Regions from separate parts of the Mus musculus genome. Here region 1 is linked to region 2. The links are chromatin contacts, called in public Hi-C maps. All regions are on one chromosome and are shown on one strand. The core of a region is the stretch at or near the end of the contact, and the rest is flanking DNA. Distances in the headings are between cores, read along the strand shown.

Region 1 (7,701 bases), core at 1,693-4,192, 140 kb after region 2:
TGTGTACTGTTCACATGACCTCAGCCATGTACCAGGGCTGTGGCAAGGATCCCAGAAGGCAAGCCTTCCCCTGGTCAGACATATGGAAACAGCAAAGCCTTTTGCTGGTGGCCTGTGAATGTTAACAACTGCACAAAACCCAGCAACTACAGCTTCCTCCTCCAGAATAATTGCAGGCTGAGACTGCTCCCTACAGAGAGAGACCTCCTATCCAGAGGAGTTTATGCCTCCTCCAGTGCTGTCCATAATAGATTTTCTGGGTTTTGGGCGGGGGAGGGGGGCTCAAAGCTAGCACAACCTACCTGATCCTAGCTTTTCTGTGTCTGTCTCTGTTGTCTCTTCATTCACACAGTTTTCCGGTGCTTAGCAGGACACAGCACTACCTGAGGCCCTCCTTGATGAAGAAGGGGTCCTACAGGGTTGAGGCCTGTCTGCTTTGACCGAAGCCATCCCCTTTTGGACCCTGGAGCTGAGTGACCTCCATCCTCTCTTGGAGATCATCTGTGTGTACCCTTTGCTTCCAGGCCAAGTTGTCCTTCAGGGTAGATTTTCCTGCTGCGCAAGAGATAGGATCTAGTCAGCCTGGCAGTTCTTGTTCTTGATATAAATCAATACATTGATAGATGACTACACATTTAAAAAGCAAATTGCCAGAGGAAAGCCACAGTGGGAGTGGTGGGGAATGTGGAGGGAATGGTGGGGAATGTGGATGAGGCGTAGCAAAGTCCAGAACTGGAAGGGAAGATACGGTCAGAAAATGATGGGCAACGAACACCATTTCCTTGTTCAAAGACAATTATTAGCACGTAGGTTGCAAATGGTCTGGTCATCAAGTTCAGTGGCATGTTCATTTGATTTGACCCTGTAGAACACTGTATGCTGCACTGGAGACCTTGGTCCTGATGGGTTTCACGGTAGGGACTGAGAGCAGAAAGTAACAGCTGACAATGTGTTGTACCCAGGAGAGACATAGGTCACACATGCCACAGAAGCTCCAACAGTAGACAGAATTTCACACTGCTCCATACCGACACCTGGGGTAAGATGGTTTGCCTAAAGTCAGCTGGTGTTCAGAGGCTCACTCACCAGCCAGCCCTGTAGACTTGACTGCAAACAAAGAACTGAAATGCACTGTAGTGGTCCTTAAAATGTAGGCAGGCCCATAAACTAGAACCTCCACCTGAGAGTGAGGGTGTAGAGAAGGAGAGCCTTGTGGAAGAGGGAAGACAAGCTGAGGTCAGCCTGGGACTCTCCTGAGAGAACTGTGGCCCTGAGTTCATACAGAGAGAGAAATACGCATATCCAGAGAGATGCTTGGTTTAAACAGAGAGGTGCCCAGGGTCAAGGGCAGCAGCAGGAACCAAGGCTGAGGGTCATTCAACTGGAGGGATGTGGAGTGTGTGTGTGGGAGGGGGGAGCATCCAGTGAGGTAAAGGGAATATCCAGCTGGGGCGGGGGGGGGGGGGGGCTGAGAAGATTTCTGGGAGGGGGCAGCACAGGTCTTTCATAGCATGAAGAACTAACACAAACAGATGAGAAGACACTAAAGAATCACTGGACAACGGCCTTCTGTAAGACAGTCAGGCTCTAATCCTCAGAACCTGCAAACATGTCACCTTATATGACAAAAGGGATATTGCAGATACAATTATAAAAACGAGATTATCCTTACTATTCGTGTAGGCCCAGGAAAGTCATGAGAGAGGGATGCAGGAAATCACAGTTCTAGAAGTGAAGCCGGCAGCAGAAGGTTGGAGCCACGTGAAGAAGCAATCACAAGCCAAAGGATGTAGGCAGCTTCCAGATGCTTAAATGGCAAGGATTCTTCCCTGCGGCCTTCAAACAGCATAGACGTGCTGTGGTTTAACTCCATGACAGTGACTGCAAACTTCTAACCTTCAGAACTTCAAGCTACTAAGTGTGTTTTGAACCAATAAATCTGTGGGTGTTCATTATAGTGACAACCGGAAGCTAGTGCATTGGTAAACCAGCAGAATACACAGCTTGCACATGATCTCTTATATAAAGTCCTTCTTCATGCTCTGGGTTGAGGTATTTCCCTGTGAAAATTTTATTCCAACAAAAAGGGCTGGAAGCCATACTCTTTGCAAATGTGGACACATAGTAGATGCTGCTCCATTCACCCAGAAGGCAACCACAATAGAGCTACAATGAGAGCTACAGTAGAGCGACAGCAACACTTCTGTCCTTTGAAAGCCTAGAATCTGGTGTGAGAAACGGACGTACAACATGCAGTTGTAGCACCATACATGACTGCTTAGATGAAGGTGGGGCAGAGGACAATTCAGGAGCAGATGGAGACCCAAGAATACAGCTTCTCACTGCACAGAAGTCCCAGCACAGGAGATCTTAGCTTGATAAAGCAGTCAGAGGAAGGGAAACCCAAGAAAATGGAACCACATTTACCAAGTTGGGGCCAGGAGAACGTTCGGGGAACCACAGATTAACTGGATATGGACAGACAGAGACCAAGCTGAGATAGGCGGTTCCCGACTGCTTATAGACCACTGTTTCATGACTGCTTGCTAGGCCCCTTTTCAGTTCCTTTCAACTGCTGCAGGAAGGCTCAACCCAGATGGGGAGAGGCCTAAGGAAAGGAAGCCTTCTCTGACAGAAACAATAAAAATCACCATCACAGATTTAAAAAAAAAAAAACCAGCCCAGGCTAGTGCTGTGGGTTGAAGAACTCTGACCCCAATTATGCCTGGTTGCCTCTCACTTCCCTGGTCTCACAAACTCACAAAGCAGCAACACATTTCCAGAGACAGAGTCCCATGCTGGAGCAGCCAGCGTCTCTGGCTGGTCTCTAGTTTCAGCCATTCCTAGGTAGTTAGTCCCAGGGGCAGCAGTGAGCCACAGTACTATACCACACTGCATGCAGAAAACAGCTGCATCTTTGATAAAGCGTTGCACATGGTAACAAGTGGGTGATATCAGCTTGACCACAGGATGAGTAAATCTGCTTTATAAAGAAGATGGCTTGAGAGAGGAAGTAAGAATCAAGAAGAAGCAGAGAAAAGAAGCCGCAGCTTGAAAGGATGAAGGCAGCAGCTCCTCTGTGTCTGGGATGGCATCGCCAATATTTGAGAGTTTCCTAGGAATCCTGACCTTGGACAAGATCAGGTTGTGGGTGGCAGGGACCAGGGGGATAAACCTCTTTTAACCACTGATTCTAAGCCAGACGTTGTGACTCAAACCCGTATTCCTAGCACTCAGACTGGACCAGGAGGATTGCCATGAGTCTGAGGAGCCGGAACTATAGATGAGACCCTGTCTCAAAACAAGTCAACAAATGTAACAAACCTCTGATCTTGTCTGCAGTGTAAATCCAGGCCAAGGATGAGCATCAGCAGAGAGAGGTCACAGGAGGAACTCTAGTGAGTGCCAAGGGGGAAGATTTTGGAAATAATTTTTTTAACTTTCCACTGTTCCAGTATTGGGACTCTGAATCTGAGAAGCAAGTTTTTTTTCCTTTCTAAGCAATCAGATGAATAAGGAGAACTCTCTGTGCTTAGCAAGTCTGCGTTGGTGTGGGCCCACACTCGGCAGAACATGGTAGAGGGGGTAGGCAGAGTGATCAAAAACTGAGTCCCAGATGGCGCAGGCATGGAGATGGGGGCTGCAGCAGAGAGGGCAGTGTGCCAACCAGGAGAGAAAACTGATCCAAGGAAAGCCACAGGAGGGGCAAGGTGGACATGGGGTGGACACACAGCAGAATCCAGGACCCTTGCTGCTCTCCAGCCAGGGGTGCCACAGAAACGGCGGCTGGCCTCAGTCCACTAGGAGCGTGCAGGAGCTCTGGCTCAGCTACTCGCTGTCTGTACAGTCTTGGGCCGGTCACTTCCTCTCTCTGGAGCCATCTCATCTGGAAGGGTGGGTAGAGGGCCCATCCCATCTTTGGTAAATATCTAACACCTACGGAGAGATTGTTAGAACGTAAAAATTTAACAGCTCTCTACCCCAAATTCTACCAAAATATGTTCTTAACACCTGTTACCTGAAACTGTGCAGCTTTCTTATTGTGTCAGGGAGGAAGCTGGTAAGGAGACAGACATCGAGGCTTTCCAAGGAACCCACTAAGTAGGAGACATGCAGAATAAAGCCTCAAGAGAGTACCTTACATCCATACAAGGCTGAAGCCCACTGTCTGAGTCCATAAAAGCCCGGGGGGGGGGGGGGGTGGTGACATTTTCTGGCCAATGAAGATTCACTATGAACCCATCTTCCCCATGGTGTTATGTTCAGGGCTGTCCCACCACCTCTCCAAACTTATTTGACTCAAAGAACTTCAAAACCTCCCTTCAATGAGACTCCTATCACACCTGAGTCACTGGGCTAATAGCAGTGTATCCCTATCCCACAGGAGGCGCCACTGACAATGGACTGGGAACAATTTAGGTGTTCTTGTTGCAAGGCAACATATAAGGAAGGGCCTGTGGGGCACAGTTTAGGCAGCGGCTTACTCTGCCCCTGGATGCGCCACTGACTAGGACTGTCTCCCTCTGCAAAGCTCAGATGCGCTGGCTTACTCTTCCCATCCACCTTTCCACACTTTAGCACACCAGGGGACTTGATTGACACTCAGATGAGGCAAAGATGATTCCTAGATTAGAGGAAACTGAACAATTCCTACAACCGAAATGGATGAAAAGAATCAGGATTTATGAGAATGGGGAAAGGAGGGGGACTGAAATTCTGGGAACAGATATAAATTCACCCAAATTGTGTAGCCGTCACTCCAGGGGTGCAGCTGGCTCAGTGAGCAGCAGCCACACTTGCTGTTATCACTGCTCCTGCATTAGCTGGTCTTGCAAAGATAGCCTCTGTAAAAAGTTCTCTGGAGACATAGACAAGTGATTTGATTTTATTGTTTAGCTTCTGAGACATGTCTCATTACATGGTCTGGGCTGTCCTGGAACTCATTATGTAGGCCAGGCTAGCCTCAAGCTAGCAGAGATCCACTTGCCTCTTTCTCCTGACTGTTGGGATCAAAGTTATGTGAACCACGCCTGGCTAGCAACTAAATTAAAAATCACTCATTCAAAGGCTACAACACATTAGCTTCAAGTATGGTCGCAGTTGTGTAACTATATAATGCTATGACATATCAAAATGTCATAGCATTATATAGTTACACAACTGCCAACAGTCACTTCCTAATTTACCCCCACCCTGGGTAACCTCTAAGCTCCTTTCTATCTCGTGGATTTAAGAAATAACATTTTCCCCCTTTAGGTCATTTTTCTACTACTAGAATATTCCACTGTCATGTGGCCTTGGGGTTTTAATCCAGATCTCAGGAGCCATACATGGAGGATCAGTAAACACTTGGAGATCCCTGGCAACCCTAGCCAATAAGGAAAACCAATCAAAGCCACAATGAAACACCACCTAAGATGCTGAGAAATGCCTGCTTTTATAAAACCAGGAAACAGCAAGTGTAGGCTGGGATGTGGAGAGATGCGAATCTTTGTTCACTGTTGGTGGGAGTGTGAATGGAGAGGCTGCTGTGAAGAGCAGTGTGGTGGCCTGTGTGGTGGACTACACACTCCCAAGCATCGAAAGCAGGGGCTGGAAGCAACGGTGCAGCGTTCATTGCACAGCTGTTCATGACTGAACACTGCTCACTGTCAAAGGTGAAGGCAGCTCAAGCATTCACACCCAAGGATGGATGGATAAACGAGATTGGAGCAGGATGCAAAGGGATATCACTTGACCAAAAAAGGGAAAACATGCTGACATAATCCACAATAGTAATTAATCCTGAGGACATTAAGTAAAATTTCAACTCACAAAATGGTAAGTATTATGCAGTTTCTGTAGTGTCGTGGTTATCACATTTACCTCGAATGAGATGGCAGATACGGTATGAGTCTGCCTATGTGGCTGCCAAATTTGCAGAGATGGAAAGAACAACAGAGCTGGGGCCTGGGAGAGGGGGATGGGAGTTGGTGCTTAGTGGGAGCAGACTTTCAACTGTGCAGCATAGAGTCTGGCGGATGGACAGCGATGGTTTCCAACGGCACGAAGGAACTTAATACCATGAAATCATACACTGAAAAATGTCTAGCATAGTAAATTTTATACCATCTGTGATTTACCACAATCTGAACCTCTTGTGTGCTGGGTAGAGCACTGCCTAGTTTCCATCCCCAGTATCACTGTAAATATTTTTTATCTGGACTTTTAGAGCTTAGTGAAGGGATTTAATAAAAAAAAAAAATAGCCTCCTGAAAGTCTTTGTTTTGGTGACTATATGCTGGAAGTCTGTCTTTCTTGTCACCTAGGTAAGGAAGGACAAAGGAGTTCTGCTTGCTTTTGTTTCTCACCAGTGTGACCTACCGCAGAGCATCTGAAGAAAGGCAAGTGCTGTGGAGGGCTGAGTTATCAGAGTCTCACTACTACACCAGATACACACCAGAGTATGAAAAAGGTATGCTTTTACGTCTAACATGTGTGTGCACACATGGACAAATGCAGGTACAAATGCACGCATGCGCACATACATGTGTGTGTCGGAGGACAACTTTAGGTACCATCGTCAGGAACAATATTACACACGTATCCTTTGGGAAACCATCTGTCTTCTTGGCTATCTGTCTTTCTTTATCTTTCCTTCCTTCTTTCTCTCATTCTTTTTAATTATTTCTGGTTCTTGGATTGCTTGTTTGTTTGTTTTGTTGCCCTGGCTGACCAGTAACTCACTCTGTAGACCAGGCTGGCCTCGGGCTCACAGAGATGCTCCTGTCTCTGACTCCCATGTACTGGGATTAAAGGTATGAAGTACCAAGTGTTGATTTTTTTTTTTTGTCGTTGTTAGGTTTTGTTTTGTTTTATGTGCCTGAGTATCTCGCCTACATGTGTATGTAAACACAATGTGCATGCTTGAAGGCCAGAAGAGGGTTTCAGAGGCCATTAGCAATGGAGGCTGGAGTTATAGGTGGTTGTAAGCCCATCTGATGCGGGTGCTTGGAACCACAGTTGTATCCTCTGCAAGAGCAATATGTGCTCTCACCACTGTGCCACCTCTCTAACCCTACATGTAGCTTTGTGTTGTTCTTTGTGTGTGTGTGGGGGGGGGAGGGCTGAGACAGGATTCCTCTGTGTGGCTCTGGATATCCTGCAACTCACTCTGTAGACCAGGCTGGTCTTAAACTCACAGATATCTGCCTATCTCTGTCTTCTAAGTGCTGGGATTAAAGGTGTGTACCACACTCAGCTACATCTAGCATTTTAAAGTGGGTTTTAGAGGTTGGTCAGGCCCTTATGCTTGCAAGGCAAGGGCCTTCCTGCCTGTGCCATCTCCCAGTCTATTACCAGAGCACTGATTTGGTAGCTTTGGTGTCCTCTGACTCTGAGAAGCAGCTCTAACATAAGAGGATTACAAGTTCAAGATCAGCCCGGCCAATTTAATAAGATTTTGAGTCAAAATAAAAAGTTAAAAGTGAACTGAAGATGTAGCTCAGTAGTAGAGAACGTAGTTAGCATGCATTAGATGTAGGTTCAACACACAGTACTGAACAAGGAAAAAAAGAGATAGTCATGTTGGCACATACCTGTAATCCCAACACTTGAGAGATGCAAGTAGGAGGGTTGGGAGATCAAGACTATCCTCAGCTATGCAGGGAGTTTCAGGCCAACCTGGGCTATATAACACTCTGTGTCTGAAGGAAAGAAATG
Region 2 (7,379 bases), core at 38-2,537:
ACAGTCTAATGGTTCCTGGGACTCACCATATTCCGAACAGTCACTGCTACTGTCAGTGGGACACAGCAGCCCCAGGGATGGCGTAGTAATGGCTGATTGCCAGCGAAGAGGATTTCTTCTCAGTGAGAACTATTAAACACTAGGATTAATTATGGAAGACTAGATATTGTTGAGAAATTAAAAACAGCCTAAAGGCAAGAGTATGACCCAAGTTCACATCCAAATTTAGGTCACAGGTCACCACTGCATTAAATGAAAGCACAAAGATTCTAGAGTTCTATAGTTTGGGAATCTGACATAACGCAGATTATGAATATATCCATATTCACTTCAAAGATGGATGTACACATGCCAAAGTAGCTATTATTTATTAACTAGCACATGTGAACAAATACTACCTCCCATGTAAAATCTGTTTATATCCTTTAAGTTTCAATTTTGTGTGACATGTGTGCGTTTGTGTGTGTGCTGGGCTGGGGAGCACACAGAAGTCAGAGGAAAGCTTCCTGGAGTTAGTTTTCTCCTTCTATTTTTAAGTGGGCTCTGGGGATCAAATTCAAGCTGTGTGGCAAGCACTTTCCCCAGGGATCATCTCCAGTGTTGTCCTTACACTATCAAACTGACGTCAGCAAGACAGAACTGCTCCATTGGTAAGTTAATGCAATCATTCCTTTTTGAAATGCTATCTCATAACTCAGGTTAGTCTTGAACTTACATATCAAAGAACCATTTTGACTCTCCTCTTTCTACCTACCAACTGTTGGGTTTGTGTCCATATACCACCACATCAGCTATAGTGAAATAATTTTAAAACATCTTGTGCTATTGACTGAGTTAAAGTTCAAACATTTGCTAATGGAGAGAGTTATGAGTCAGTATTCCACACACAGCATGAGGACTCTAGTCCCATCCCCTGAACCCATAGGTGTCATTGTTTGTTTGTTTTGTTGATGTTTTAAAGCCAGGTATGGCTGTGAGCACCTGTTATCCCAGCACTGGGTCCCTGGGCCTTGCTGGCCAGCTCATCTAGATAAGGGATCTCCAGGTTCAGGAGAGACTGACTGTGTCTCAGCAAGATGGAGAGGAACTGATGGAGATACCTGTATTTGACCTCTGACTACACACATGAACACACACGTGCACACATATCACCCAAGATCAAGCACAAAGTGACTCTCTGAGCCCCAAGTGGAGCAATGAAGGAAATGGGCCCAAGAGATACCTAGTTTTAACTAGAGCTGTTCAGAAGGTGGCGCTGAGTCCCTGCTCCAGTACTGGTGCAGTGCCTAGCTTGCTCCTCCAGAGGGCACACTGAACACTTCACTAACCAAGAGACTGACTAGGAAAGGACACAGCTTAGTGGGGACAGGCTGACCTTATGGTTTGAAAGACATTAACTTTATCAAACCCCTAGAAGCCACTGATCTTGATACAGGAGGATGAAACAGTACAAAGCTATTATTTCACTGGCCACTTTTAAACATCGAGACTGGAGAAGAGCCACAGTGCCACCAGCCTGACATCGTGGTCCTGGTTCTTCCACAAGTGAGTAGTCTACTTAAAGGTCTTACAGGGCAAAATGAAGATGTTCATGTAAAGTATGTCAGAATATTTCAAAAGTAGTATTTATTTATTTATTTATTTATTTATTTATTTATTTATTTTTAAGACATGGTCTCAGGGCTGCAGAGATGGCTCAGTGACAGAGCACTCAATCATGACGACAGGAGTTCAGACCCCAAAACTAATATCAGGAGGCTCACAATACCTGCAATTCCAGCTCTGAGGAATCTGACACATTTTTTTGGCCTCCATGCACACCCCCATACAAGTGTGCACAGACACACACACAATTGAAATAAAATATTACGTTTTAACACAGGGCCTCACTATATAGCCCTGGGTGTCCTCAAACTCATCACACAGTCTTTAAAGTTACAATCATCCTGCTTCCGAACCCTGAGTGCTGGGATTACAGACACGTGCCACCACACATGGCTTCAAAGCAGTTTTGTTTTGTGTGCCAGCTCAGAGGGAACTGGTTGATTAGTGCTATGTGCCATGGGCAAAAGGCTGGACAGTGGGGGCATGGTGGACAGTAAGAACACGGTGGTGAAGGGCAGCTGCTCACTAGGCCTTCTTAGCTGGGCCGCACCAGGGGCACCTAGACTTGGGCGAATCACTGAACTCTATAACGGGGCTCTTTGCTAGTCTCTTTCTTTCTCAGCCACACTCTTTTGGGAAGACTTTCTTGATTAGAATTTTACAACAATTGAAATTTCAAATTTTTCAGAAAAGAAAAAAATCTACCTTCCCTGGGAGAGACACTCTCCTGTCTCCACATCCTATTTCGTCTGGGGCCCCCATGTAGCATGAGGCCTTTGCTGTACAATGCTGTGTATTTTGCTTCTTTCTCTACAGCCCCAATGGCAATTTGGTTTTGACAATTTCTATGGCCTAACCTCAATCTGAAGTCTTTGCTGAATGACACATCTATGAAACCTTCTCCACTTACCAAGAATGTACATCTCCCCCCGCCCCTCTGCAGCTATTGGCATCTTCATCATTACCAAGAACCTCCAACTTAGACTATACCCTTCCCTATACACCTTGGGAGCCACAGCTCACTGTGGAGCAAGGCCAGCAGGCATGTGACAGTAAGTTCACTGTCAAAATGACAACAGCTATGATGAGTTAGAGGTGTTTCTGTGCTACTGACACAGAGGCAGCGTGCAGTCTTGTCATGCACAAGCTCAGGGAGACTTTGGTCACATGGAGACTCTGGTGCTGAGGACACCAGTGTCTGCACAAGCATGAGGAACTAGGTCCAGTCACTGGGAATTCCTGGACAGATAGCCTAGCCAAAAAGCAGTGTGCTCCAGGTACAGCTGGGAGACCCATAGTGCCTCAAGGGAATGAAGTAAAAAGTGACAGAGCAGGACAACCAATGTCCTCTGCTGGCATCATACAAGCACACACAAGAACATACATTCGTATATGTATGTATGTATGTATCTGCATATACCACATACACAGACACATACGCATGTGCACACAAACTCAAAGGAAAGACATACGCCTTCTGAAGACAGAGTGGTTTGTGGACACTGGGGTTTGGCCCCTGACTACCATGGAACTTGACTCTGGCTGCCTTTCCTGTCACAAGGAAATAATCCTGACACCTTGATCTGCTGGGCTCTGGTCACCTGAAATGACCCAAGATGCTGTAACTTCCACTTTGGCTCTTCTGAGTAGCTCTACTGGCACAGACACACTAAAGGGAGTGTAACCATCCCGTAAACAGTATTTCTACAGGCTAAGGAGTTTGCTGGCTGTTGCCTGGGTAACCGGAGAGTCCTTGGAAACTCACCAAGAGCATGCCTCAACACTTCCCCCTCCCACCTCGGTGGGCACAGGCTTTGAAGGAAAACCCAAAGCCATTCCTCTAATACATATGAACCCATTTTCATTTGCTTCTAACATGTTTCCACGCATGCACCCTGATTCTGGTCAGAACACATGGTATAGAGCTGCAGAGTGGGGTTGCTGGACTTTTTTGGTTTGTTTTTATTCAAGGCTGTTTCCCATTATAAGATAAATCATTTTGAAGTTAACACCTGTCCCTTTCCATAACTGCCACAGAGAAGCCTCTTTGGGGGATGGAAATATCAGTCCTGGTTTTGCCTGTTTAGTCTACTGATTACTGACTAGTTAGCAAGTGTGTCCTGGTACTAGAAGCAGCATCCTCTACTACAAGGCTCACTTGGACATGGCTGGCTGGGGTGAGCATCACTATGACAACACACATCAATCACTGAAATCCCCTCTAAGCTCCACCTGTCTCAATGTTTCCTCCTCACATCGTCCTTAACATAGGCTCAGTAAATTCCATTTTACTCAGGAGGAAACCAAGATGTAGAAGAGAAGGGGCTATAGTCACACAGCTAGAATACCACGGAGGAAATATGAGCCCAAGCAGAAGAACATTTGGTCTCAACCACACACACACACACACACACACACACACACACACACACACACACACACACACGAGTGCTCCATGGTGGGAAGGTCACTGCACCACCTGGGGCCAGGGCTTTGTTACTTAGGTATGGGCATGAACACTTTCAAAACTGATGATTTCTGCTAAGGAAATATCTGAGGTGAATAGAAACAAATCCTTATAGGAAAACAAAACAACAATGAGCACAGAAAAGAAAGGCTCCACAGATCTGTGAGAACAGGAAACAAGACAGCTCAGGAACACTAGAGGCAAAGTCATAAATAAACAACTGTAAAAACCCAAGACACAAGATCTCAAAGCAACTTGTGTAGAATCAAAGAACGCTAATTCCTGAACTTTTCATTTAATTCCTCACCCCTACAGGACTTTTGAAGTAAAAAAACCAAAATTGATAAAAAAATCCAGGTGAAGGATAAGTTAGACTCTGCTGAGCATGGTGGTGCAGGCTTGTAATCCTAGAGACATAGGCAGAGAGACCAGTGGTTCTGAGACAGCCTGGTCTGCATAAGACCCTAAAGAAAAAAGAAAAAAAAAGTCTACATTAGTTTCAGTAGACCGTGAGGAGAGAATATTGTTACAATGTTGTGAAAATAGTCCATCAGAAAAACAAAATAAGGAAAGTATTTAGTATTTTGGGAAATGTTCCTCATATATACCACTGCACATCCAATAACATTTTTTAGATGACACTATGCACGTCTTTCCACTTAATTACCATGCGTGCTTTATTACATTTTTGTTCTCTGTGCTGTGTGCGTGCTGGAGCATGTGGTGCATGTGGAAGTCAGAACAACCTGTGGGAGTCGGTTTTCTCCTTCCACCTTGAGGGTCCCGAGGACTGAACTTAGGTTGTTAGGTTTGGTGACAACCACCCTTGCCTGTTGGATCATCTCATGGGTTTCAAAATGTCTTTTAAAATATCTTCTGACTTATAATCGTGGAAAACAGGGTCAAATACATTGTCCCATGCCTATACTCTCAGCACTTGGGAGACTGAGGCAGGAGAGCTGTAAGTTTGAAGGTGCTCTGGGTTAGATAGCAAGACTCCTCCCAAACGCCTTTCAGATTTCTCAGTTCTTAGAACAGGTAGCAATGGTTGCTGTGGTAGCCCTGTGGTTAGAAAAATCCTGTCTGTGTTGTTGACTCAGAACTTTATAAGTCAACCAGACTAGAGTCTTTTTTTTTAGATGAACTCATTTATTTGACACATTAAGTTATGCAAAGAAAAATATATGCAACTGCATAAAAAGAACCACGTTTTCATATTATTAAACACAGCAGTGGCCGAAATAATGAATTGTAGAATGGACCCCAGGATTTAATGCAAAAAAACATCCCATACAGAAAAATGTCAGGCTTCTAGCTTTACAGAATCCAGCACTACACGGGCTTCTTTATACTCCTCGGCTTCTTCCAAGTATTTTTCACTTTCTAATATCTGCTGAAGACCAGTATATGCAGCCTCTAACTGACGCTGGCAATCTGGGATCATCATCCGGGACTCTTGCAGGATCTCTGCCTGCTTCTTAATGGCATAGTTCTCTCCATTTTCAGCCTTCATTTTTTCAATCTTTTCTTCTTGCTGCTTTGCTTCTTTTTCGTACATCACTCTTTCTTTGACCAATCGCCTCACTACTCCGGTCTTGATCTTGATCTGCCTCACTCGAGGATCGGCCATGGTCCCTAAGGCGCCGCAGGAAGGAGAGGCCGAGTCTTTTTTTGTAACACAATCAGTGTTCATCCTGAGACTCTGTTGCAAAAGGGAGAGATACCACTCTATGCTAGGCCTCTTCAGGGTACCAGGTCATAAATCCACTAGGAGTTTACTCCCTTTGATGAACTAGTCCCTGACACAGGAACAGCAGCCTGCTGAAGGGAAGTAAACAGACTGTACAGGATCCCAAGCAACAGTAAAGTCCACCTTAGGACAGAAAATATTACTAAGGCAACAAACCAATGCCATTAGTTCAAGGCGCTGACAGATGTACTGGAGAGACTGGCACAAAGAATGCAGAGCAGACAACTGGGATTTTACAAACTCTCCCACCAAGAGTGGCTCTTACAAGGCTGAGTCATCTTCACTGGATGCAGACTCAGCACTCTACCCCTCTGCAGAATCGTAGCACAGTTACAGGAGTTCTCAGGCCTGGATGCCTGCTCCCTTCTGCTGCTGGGGAGATGGGCCTGTAAGAAGGGCTCCTGGCGGTATTGACTCCACCCTCTGGGCCTGCCTTTTATCTCTTCATGTGCTGTATACCCCAAATGTAGGATCGATGGACTCCGGTGTTCTGGGATAGCTCTAGTCTGAAGAATCCTTACTACATGGCCAAGCTATCCATCCAGAACTCAGACATTATACCTCATGAGCTAACTCATCCTTCTCTCCAGAAAGGGAAACAAGGACCTTCTTTTCCCCACCTCATAAATGTGTTGGCCATTCAGTCAACAGACCCTGTCTTCCATTTCCAGGAAATTCATGTTTGGAAATGTGAACATGGCAATAGAGTATGCCAAGTGGTTTTTGCCCTTCTGATCAAAACAGATTTACAACTAGAAGAAAATGGTTTTTCAAGAGGAAAGAAATCCCAAGGCATTTTTCTTAGACTCCCTGATGCTAGAGTTGCTGGTGTGTGCAGGGGAACTCAGCCACACACACCCAACAAATGCAGATGATGAATGTTGACCTCTATCTCTCTACTTAAATAAGGCTCAATAAGGCCCAGGGAAACCAGCTTTCCCCCCACACAAAGAACACTTTTGGAAAGCCACGTTTTTGTTTTTGTTTGTTTGTTTTGTTTTAATTCTTCCCTGCCTGTTTCAGGCCAGTCCACAACCTGACAGTCCACTTCGAGATGCCACAGAACACCATGTCTAATACATGCAGTTGAGGGGAAGTCAGAAATCCTGACTGCCCTGCATATACAGGGGTCTAACACTACCATCCTGAGCCGTCACCTACGGTAGTAGCCAGGGTGACACCGGGCAATGATGGGGACATTTGGCTTAGCATATATATGTGGTACTAGTAGGCAGAGATCAGAGGTGGTGTTGACCATCTGGCAGTATGCAATATCCAGAATTATTGGGTCTGAACTGTTGGAACTGTGAAGAAAGTTCTTTAAATTAATGAAGCACACAAGTAAAATGGTAAGTGAGATTTCAATGAGCCTAGACATGGCATGACCAGGAGCAATCACGTGATTGGCACTGAAGTCCAGAGTCTTCACAGATAAATAATGTGGCTAGACCAACAGATTGCCACACTGTAAAGCCTGTTTATGTTTGTTTATTGGATACAGGGTCTTACCCTCTAGTTTAGATTATTCTCAAACTCACAGTAATCCTCCTGTTTCAG

What was found. A called contact is a pair of places that touch in the nucleus more often than the background predicts.
Region 1: a contact with region 2 is called in a Hi-C map of bone marrow-derived macrophages, with 24 read pairs. The contact joins two enhancer-like sites. A contact is called at or near these places in 7 of 15 datasets of contacts at CTCF or cohesin (CD8 T cells, the NIH/3T3 cell line, embryonic stem cells and 2 more), 46 of 484 Hi-C or Micro-C datasets (the 63-12 cell line, B cells, CD4 T cells and 25 more), 7 of 115 datasets of contacts at active chromatin or transcription factors (the HPC-7 cell line, embryonic stem cells, extraembryonic endoderm stem cells and 4 more) and 1 of 9 other capture datasets (bone marrow-derived macrophages).

Annotation. Positions count from the first base shown.
Region 1 is chr16:4,452,984-4,460,684 of GRCm38.p6, forward strand. No RefSeq gene overlaps it. Among named protein-coding and RNA genes, the nearest start is that of Adcy9, 36 kb to the left of the region's middle. Within about 2 kb of position 2,943, at least 31 of the 459 cell types and tissues checked have an H3K27ac peak or open chromatin away from gene starts, as enhancers often do. A contact at or near this core is called in bone marrow-derived macrophages, where this site is marked.
Region 2 is chr16:4,314,979-4,322,357 of GRCm38.p6, forward strand. All of the region lies in intron 3 of Adcy9 (adenylate cyclase 9), which reads right to left. It also overlaps the pseudogene Gm6142. Among named protein-coding and RNA genes, the nearest start is that of Gm36359, 34 kb to the left of the region's middle. Within about 2 kb of position 1,288, at least 14 of the 459 cell types and tissues checked have an H3K27ac peak or open chromatin away from gene starts, as enhancers often do. A contact at or near this core is called in bone marrow-derived macrophages, where this site is marked.